Linked DNA regions of Rattus norvegicus: all the other regions are linked to region 2. Evidence: chromatin contacts called from public Hi-C data. All regions are on one chromosome and are shown on one strand. Each heading gives the region's core, a stretch centred on a gene start, on an enhancer-like site or on the middle of the called end of the contact. The rest is flanking DNA. Distances are from core to core; before and after follow the strand shown. Region 1 holds the start of Mb21d2 (Mab-21 domain containing 2). Region 2 holds the start of Plaat1 (phospholipase A and acyltransferase 1). Region 3 overlaps Mb21d2 (Mab-21 domain containing 2).

What was found. A called contact is a pair of places that touch in the nucleus more often than the background predicts.
Region 1: a Hi-C map of psoas muscle shows a contact between it and region 2, with 1.8 times the contacts expected there. The contact joins the promoter of Mb21d2 here to the promoter of Plaat1 in region 2. A contact is called at or near these places in 2 of 12 Hi-C or Micro-C datasets (frontal cortex and psoas muscle).
Region 3: a Hi-C map of psoas muscle shows a contact between it and region 2, with 3 times the contacts expected there. The contact joins the enhancer-like site here to the promoter of Plaat1 in region 2. A contact is called at or near these places in 6 of 12 Hi-C or Micro-C datasets (the A7r5 cell line, the Rat2 cell line, frontal cortex and 3 more).

What each region holds. Positions count from the first base shown.
Region 1 is chr11:85,329,265-85,331,964 of GRCr8, reverse strand. Mb21d2 (Mab-21 domain containing 2) reads right to left here and starts at 1,439. Exons shown (of 2, transcript NM_001109056.2): 1 at 1,194-1,439. The coding sequence starts at 1,404.
Region 2 is chr11:85,039,572-85,042,271 of GRCr8, reverse strand. Plaat1 (phospholipase A and acyltransferase 1) reads left to right here and starts at 1,306. Exons shown (of 4, transcript NM_001105871.2): 1 at 1,306-1,455.
Region 3 is chr11:85,418,050-85,420,749 of GRCr8, reverse strand. All of the region lies in intron 1 of Mb21d2 (Mab-21 domain containing 2), which reads right to left. Among named protein-coding and RNA genes, the nearest start is that of Mb21d2, 89 kb to the right of the region's middle. Within about 2 kb of position 1,294, at least 3 of the 93 cell types and tissues checked have an H3K27ac peak or open chromatin away from gene starts, as enhancers often do.

The sequences.
Region 1 (2,700 bases), core at 190-2,689, 290 kb before region 2:
TGTTGAACACGGCCCTTCCAACTTGCCTAATTCTTCATAGGACCGGTGGATCACGTTCAATCTGTATCACTTCGATTTGAGCTAGATGGGCAAGAAATCTGGAGGGAATACGGTACCCCGATGGAGAAACAGCAACAGTGGGCCGGTTACAATCTCGTTAGAGTCCAAGAGAATGCAAAGACTCTGTCCTGTAGTTAAAAGGCCTTTGTCAATCACATTTATCACTATCTGAAAAATTGACTGTGGAAACCTTTGGAGCACGGCTCCTCCAGTCCAGCCCTGCTGAATGTAAACCATGGGGCCACCACAGCTGCACGATAGCGCTACACTCGAGGCTCCCAGCAGCGGATGCTCATTCTACAACTCAGAAGCAATAATCTCACTGCAGGACGCCAGGGATGGGGTTGGATCCCTGGAACCCATTATTTTTCTTTACCTTTCCAGACCGGTAGGTGAAGAACCGGGGAATACGGTGGGGGAAATTTTTCTAACCCAGGGTTGCTGGGAGTGGGAAACTTGAGCACCTCTTAGCCAGCAGTAGGACAATACACAAAGACGAGGGGGACAGCGCTCCTCCGCGGCCAGAGCTCTGAGCTAGGTCATGTTCCAGCAAGGAATTAGGAATTCCGAGCTCAGCAACAACCCGGAGAAGCACCGGAAATGCTTCCGACCCTTTCGAAGGGAAGTCGATTTGCAAATCAAAGTTGCAGGCAACTCCGGGCGCCCGGACTACTTCCGCGGGTTACTCTGGAACACCCAACAAGTTTGGCCACCCCGGGCTCGGCGTGACAGCGCCGCGCCGCAACCACGGCAGAAGCAACTTGTCGCTCCGGCACGGGTCGGCCTCCGCCAGGGCCGCCCGGGCTTGCAGGGCACCCGGTGTCACCTAGCTCAAGCCGCTTCGGAGACTCCCTGAGCCCGGAGGCGTATCCCGCCGCCGCCTCACCTGCCCGCCAGCCCCGGGGCCGAGAAACCAACAAAAGAGCGGGCGATCGGGAAGGAGGAGCACCCCGCGTCCAGCGCAGCAGGCAGGAACAGAGGGGGCGGCTGCGCTGGCGTTGGAGAGGAAAGGGGACCTCACGGAACCAGGGGTGACACCCCGGGCAAACGCCAGAGCAGGGACCAGAGCTCCCACCCGCTCCATCACACCCGCGCGCACACGCATACTCACACATCCTCCCCGTTCTCCTTACCCAGCATGGAAAAGATGAAATCCTTGGCAGTGTGGATCTCCAGCGCTCTCTGGTCGTCGTATTCCCGCTGGTCGTGCCTGGTGAATTCCTGGATGAGTTTGTTCAGTTCCTCCACCCGAGCTCCAGACCTGAAATCCAGCTCCGGGAAGGCAGGCTTGTTGTTGCAGCCCATGGAGGCTGCCTTGCTGGCGGTGGGAGCCGCCATCTTCATGCAAAACGCGCCGAGCGGCGGCTCCGCGGCGGCCGCGGCACCCACCCCCGCCCCCCACCCCGGCCCGGCCTCCCGGCGCGGCTGGGCAGCCCGGCCCGTGGGCGGGCTGGCTTCTGGGCGGGCCCCGCGCCGCGCTGCGCTCCAGGCGGCCGCGCTCCTTCGCGGGAGGAGCCCGACTGCGGCGAGGTGAGCGTGTGGTCCCGGCCCCCGGTCCTCCCGCCCCCGCCCGCTGCGCCGCTGCGGGCCCCTGGCCTCCTCGAACCCTGCCCGGGATCTGCGGCGGCGTCCGGGAGCCGACCCGAGCCTCCCCCGGGGCAAGGAAAGTGAAGTGGAAACAATGTGAAATTCACCAGCGCCGAAATCAACAAGCTGCCGGCTCCGGTGTTACGGAGCCAGCAGCAGCATTCCCATTTAAAGGGACAGCGCACCCGGTGGGGAGAAAAATAAATAAATAAATGGCAGAGGTTCGCGCGCCCGGATCACTTGCCAGTCCGTACTCCGGCTGACGCGCGTGGTGTGGATGCTTTCTTTCTCCACCTCCGCCCCCGCCCCTCTTTAGGGGCAGGGCTTGCCAAGCGCATCCAAGGAGAAAGGAGTCTCCCTACTCTGATCTTAGGGCGGTGTCCCGGGCGAGAACGTGTCTGTGGGCGCGTTTCCAACGTCCGTTCCAAGAACTTCAGTACCTTTAGATGGTGGAAAAATATAAAATGTACCTTCTGTCCTTTGTCGCCTAGATTGCCAAGAATGGTAAAATTAGCGAATCAAGAAGAGATGCCAATCCTGCCGCGTCTAGGCACTTCCAATTAACCACTCAAGTATCCTTACCTTTGCCCTTAGTAATTAGTTTGCCTGGATTACAACTGATTCAACTTTACACACAGTGCCTTAGTGAGAGCCAACCTGCTCTCAGACAGATAGGGATCCAAAGGCGGAGGTGGGGGAAGGAAAACAATGAATTGCCCCAGGGTTTGAGGAAGATGAGAGTGGGAAAGGGAAAGAGTCTCCCATTTGGCTAATAGAATTTGAGCACTCACTGTTAGCCAGACCGGAATGACAGGATGTTGGTGGACAGCGATGAGTTCAAGGACTCGCCCCTCACCCACACCCGCGTCCCCAATGGAACTAGGGCTTTCACGACAAGACTACTGTGGTCCAAATCTAGTTCGTCAACAGCGAATGGCAGATGTGATTTTAATGTTCACGTGATTCACACACTGAAGGAGGCCCGTTGACCCCTAGAAACAATGGTGAACTAACTGTCCTCTATCCCAGCCTGTGATCTTATCGAGTCCTTTT
Region 2 (2,700 bases), core at 57-2,556:
CCACATCCACAACCCTTATGAAAGCAGCTGCCTTTCCCCATGTGACTGTCACTTCAAACCTAGCCGCTAACAAGCTTTTCTTCCGTGGAGGTGTCTTTCGGTTGAAATCCGATGTCTACCAGTGCACAAATCTAGACCAAGAGTAGTTTTAGCAGACTCTCAGAAGAGCTCACTGAGAGTCTGCCCCTCTTTGCCTATGTAGCCTGCTGGAGCTCCTGGGCACTCTGTTAAGCCCGGAGAAAGAGGATCCTCGCCATCCACAGCTCTATTTTTAACCTCAGTGGCTGTTTTGCTGGTCTTGGCCTGGTTGGTCTGTCTGGCCTCAAAAGGCAGGATCGCTGTGTTATGAGTCAGGAGTCAAGCTGAGAAAGGACCTATCTGTCTAGATCCAGGACTTTTCAGGTCAGGACAAGGGAGGGAACTCTGCCTCTGCTTCTTAATGAAGGCCAGCTCCTTCCCATCCCAAGCCAGGTAATTTTGGATCCCCATTTTCCCTATCTCATCCTCCTCCCCTCCATGCTTATGCTGATTTTTGTCAGTGTGTCCTCTCTGGCTCCTGGGTTCTGGGTCATTCTAAGAGGGACAATTTTGTGTGCACCCACGCAGGAGTGTATGAGTCATTGGTTTTTCTGAAGCAACACATCTCCCACTCTTTGTTGAGCCAAAGACGGAGATGTTTCTTTGGGGTGCAGAGCAGAGGGAGGAAAAAAAATGTTTGTCCCATAAGGAATCAGCATCCAGCTTGAACGTGGCATATTGTGTATCCATGACAACTATACATAAACATTTCTGGGCTCTGCACAAGCCAAGCCAGCCTAAAATCTGTAGCACCCGGCCTGACAAGACAAGCCAATCTTAAAGCTGTAGCACCTAGCATGTCCAGAGTCTGTTAAATATATTTTATATAAGTTTGTCGCAGCAAGGTCCTGGTTGCTGGGAGAATGAAACCAAGCAGGCACTGGACTGGGGCTGAGCTGTGACCAGACAATTAGTGTGTCTGCTTCAGCCAGCTTGGAGGGCTTCAGTGTCAGGTGACTGGTCCCCAAGATAGGGACTCCTTGCAGGTGGGGGTGGGGGTCGATCCTGTTGTGTGCACTGAGGATCCGGAGATCTGATACCTGATGCATGGGTGGAGGATCTGGGTGGCAGGAAGGGTGTGGGTCTGGGGCGAGGTTCAAAGACTTGGAGTCCGGGCCAGAGACCGGCGGTGCAATCTGGCTGGCGCGCGCCAGGAACCCGCGGGGGGAGCAGGAGTGGCGTGGCGCGGCGCGTGAGGACGCTGGCGTTGACGCAGCGGAGGGCGGCTGTGGTGGCCTTGGCGGTGGCCTTGGCCTCAGGGTGCTGCGGATGGAGTCACCCAGAGTCTGCTAGCGGCGCCGCAGGGAGCCGGTGGAGAACCCAAGAAGCCCGCCACTGCCTTCTGGGGCACTAAGACAACCCAGCTTGAGCAGGGAGGTGCGTTGGGGAGGGAGGGGAAGCGCTCTAGGTGCTAGGCAACCTTGTTTCTATCCGTCAGAAAGTTCAAAAGGGAAACAGCACCTGACTAAACTCCAGCCTGCTCTTTTTGTAAATGGAGAGACCAGAGGAACAAGAAACTCTTGCTTTCCAAGACCAGGACACTGTTGAGTGGCGGAAAGGATACAGGAAACCTAATCCACTGGGCAGAGCAGACTTCTCAGCTCTGTTCTTCTCACTGAAGTGACTAACAAAGTAGCCATATTGTCTTAGATCTTGGAACCGTGGACAGTGATATTATCTTGGCGTTTAGTAGTATGATTACGACTCGTGTTCTGGAAAACTGTGAACAGGTCTCAAATTCTTGGTTCCTGTATTCAGTTAATATTAAGTAGGCAGGCATTTGTGCCACACACTCTGTTAGAAACGATGTCTAGAGATAAACAAGAACCAGCCCTCCAACTGGGAGAGTGGAGAAGGTCCCCAGACACCAGTTACTGACACATGTTCAGGAAAGGAATGAGCGAGGAAAAATGAGAGAGCCTCAGGGAAACTCCGGAGGTGTCACCGTGGCAGACCGAGAGATGGTGGGGTGAGAGGGTGAGCCAAGATTAAGATGGAGTCGGTACGGGGTTGGGGATTTAGCTCAGTGGTAGAGCGCTTGCCTAGGAAGCGCAAGGCCCTGGGTTCGGTCCCCAGCTCCGGAAAAAAGAACCAAAAAAAAAAAAAAAAAAAGATGGAGTCGGTACCGGGGAGCCTAGGAAGCAACAACGCCTAGCATGGTTTTGATGCTATGGTTTATGGTGAATTTGTCCCAGAGTGAAAGCTCTCAGGTAAACTTCTGGATTAAGGATCCACAAGGCTCCAGGATCTGAGTCCAAGTCAGTCTAGATATCCGGCGTCACAGAAGCCTCTCCTCTTGGTGTAGCACCACCGCTGTGGATGGAAATGGGAACCCATCCAAACCGAACTGGGAGGCTCTTGGAGGCTGGGAAGCTAGAATCAGTAGTGCACGTTTCACACTTCAGGAGTATTCTTGCGGGTCGTCAGCTAAACGCTCTCCTGGGTATCCCGCCGCATTGGCAGCCTCATAGACACGAATAGCACTCAGGAAATGTCCTTATAACCGTCTCTGAGCAGTACACTTATTTCTTTCGATGCATCCCCCAGATGCATCTGAAATAGTGTAATAAACAGAGCAGTCCGTTTTCAGAATTGAAAAATGAAATCCTTGTACAGTATTGA
Region 3 (2,700 bases), core at 45-2,544, 380 kb before region 2:
CTCCCCATTCTCCTAGTCCATGCTACTTTTGCTATTACCAAACACTCGCAGATGTTCAAGCCTTTAAAAGGCTACCACAGTACACTACAGTAAGATTACTTGTCTACCCCAAAATGAAAAGAGATGGAGGATTACTTCTTCAATCAGCTTATAAGTTAAAACAAAACAAAACAAAACAACAACAAAAAACCTGGTTAGTTATGTATGCCTAGAAAATCAACAATACGAGGTAAATGAGTCAGGGGTCATAGGAAAGATCCCCCACCCCAACCTCGAAGCTTCCACCACCTGGTTAAAGAGCTGGGCTAGGTGTCAGATTACCCAAAGCTAACCACACAGAAGCCCTGCCCCAGCTCTGGAAGGCAGCCTTCTTCCTCTGTGGACAGTGTCTAACACGGTCATACCTGAGTACACAACCCCAGTCAGGTACTCTGAGGAGAAAAAAAACAGGAGGCTCCTCTAGGTGCTGTGAAGGAAAGGAAGCCACACAGACACTAGGAGGAGACTGGAAGGATGAGAACAGGGAAGCCTGAACAGGATATCCCATGTTACCTAGGCAAAGAGGTCACGTTCATCTAAAAGGCAGCCGCGCTGGTGAAGCAGTGCCAGGTGTGCCACTGTGCCTATCGGTAGCTCTACCATTACCCCGTCACAGAGGCTGGGTCAGTAGACTGAGTTCCGGGCTATGTGAGTCTGGGGTTGGGGGAGAGAGGGTCCTCTAAAGAAATTTAAAACTACCATTGGCTAGTCAAAGACCTAGTCTTAACGTCAATTTACTGTGGACGTTTTTTCGAATAATATGCAATGGTGAAGAATGTTTTGAGAATCATATTCGCCAATTATCACTTGCTATCTCGTCTTATGCTACAATACGTTAAAGCACAGCCCAAGGGTAACATGCTATCACCCACAGACACTTCGAGACACCTAGTGGATAATGACCCTACAATGCCACAGCCAGCCTTTTACTATAGACTTGATTTTACTTTTTCTCCAATATGTATGTGTGAAGACAAGACACAGTATTGAGTGTGTGTGAGCTTGGGAGAGGGGTGCTCTTGATGGCCTACTGTGTCCCAGCCTGGCCCCCAGTCGATCTACAGCTATGACAGGCAATTCCTACAGCGGGACAGTTTCCTACATCCAGTGCCACCCACTGATCCAAACAAGACCTGAAAGTTCAGGGGCACATGGAGAAAGGGCGCTCTGGGCATAGTCCTTAGCCATGTGAGAGAGGAAGCAGAATCTGGCCAAAGGCCCGAGCTGTGACACCACGATGGGTTCCCATAGCGTCCCGGAGAGTCTGCCCCTCTCCACTTACACAGACCTCTGCTCGCTTTACTTCCTTCTCTGATGATGGGCTCAGCTGCTCTCTGCCGTGTTCTTAGCGATGAACGGACCCAGCTCAGAGGCCCAACTGACCATGACAAGAGCCCTACAGGCCAGCAATAATGGCCTACTTGTTATATCCAGTTATATGTATAATGTATATGTATAATGTGTCCCTGTTCTATGCCTTATAAAACAAGATCTATGCAAAACTGCCCCCAAGGGTCACTGGGCTCTCAGATCAGCAAGTGTGCTTACAGTTTTCGTCTTGTCTGTTTTTTCACTGCCTTGCTGGTTACCTAATTCTGCTGGTCCACCTCTTCTGAATCTCTTTTCAGAGCCATGATGAGCCCGTGTCCTCCTTAGGTATGGGTCTTGTGTCTGCCTTTGGTATACAGGTCATTCTTAAGTATGGACTGAACAGGGGAGGATGAGGCCTTCAGAGTGAGTGTGTGTGTGTGTGTGTGTGTGTGTGTGTGTGTGTGTGTGTGAGATTAAGGAGGTTAGCTTCTGCTTTGGCTTGGACCATCCCTCCCCTCTGAAGTGTATGGAACCAATTCCAAATGTACATTCCATTTCCCTGTCCACTAGTTATTAACTGTGCAACTACGTGTTGGCTCCCCTCTGTCTGAAAACCTGTGTATCACCAAACAATGGAAGTTGAGTAGACATAAACCGAATAAACAGACCACATTTCCTGGGATAGCTGTCTTCGCAGAGGATGAAATTGGTGGGTAAGGCACTTAGAATGAAGGTGACAGCCTGATGCTGTCATGCTGTCCTTTTGTCCCTAAGAAACTGTGTCTAGTCCATGTGCCCAAGCAAAGGCTCCAGACAGACAAAGGAGCCTGGGACTGTGGTGGCTGTGAAACAGTCTAGAGCTGGGGGCAGCACCTCTTGTTCTGTGATAAAAATTCTACTCTGGGACAGTTCAAAGTACCCTTTGCAACCCTCAGGCCTAGCAAGGACTGTGATGGTTACCACAGGAGCTGAGGTCAGAGTCCCAGTCGCTGCCAATAGATGGCACCTGTGCTCCATCATTCACTAACTGTGCAAGGCTCCAAAGTCATCAAACCCTAAAAGCTGTGGACAATAGGATGCTTGGTAGAGAGAGAGGCCTCCGAGAGACACATTAAAACCATCACGCTCAACCGGCCTACTGGTCTACCTCAGATCATCTAGACACCTCCTGATTCGTAACTCTGCCTTTGCAACCCCAGAGACTAGAAAAGCCTAGTGTGGAGCTACAGTTCATCCGCACTGAGCAGGGGCTAACATAACGTTCCATAGTTAAATTCAGTCTGCTACACACAAACCCACATTTTTAAGTTAAGTGGGGAGAGAGGATGGTCAGACAAAGCTCCCAAGGAA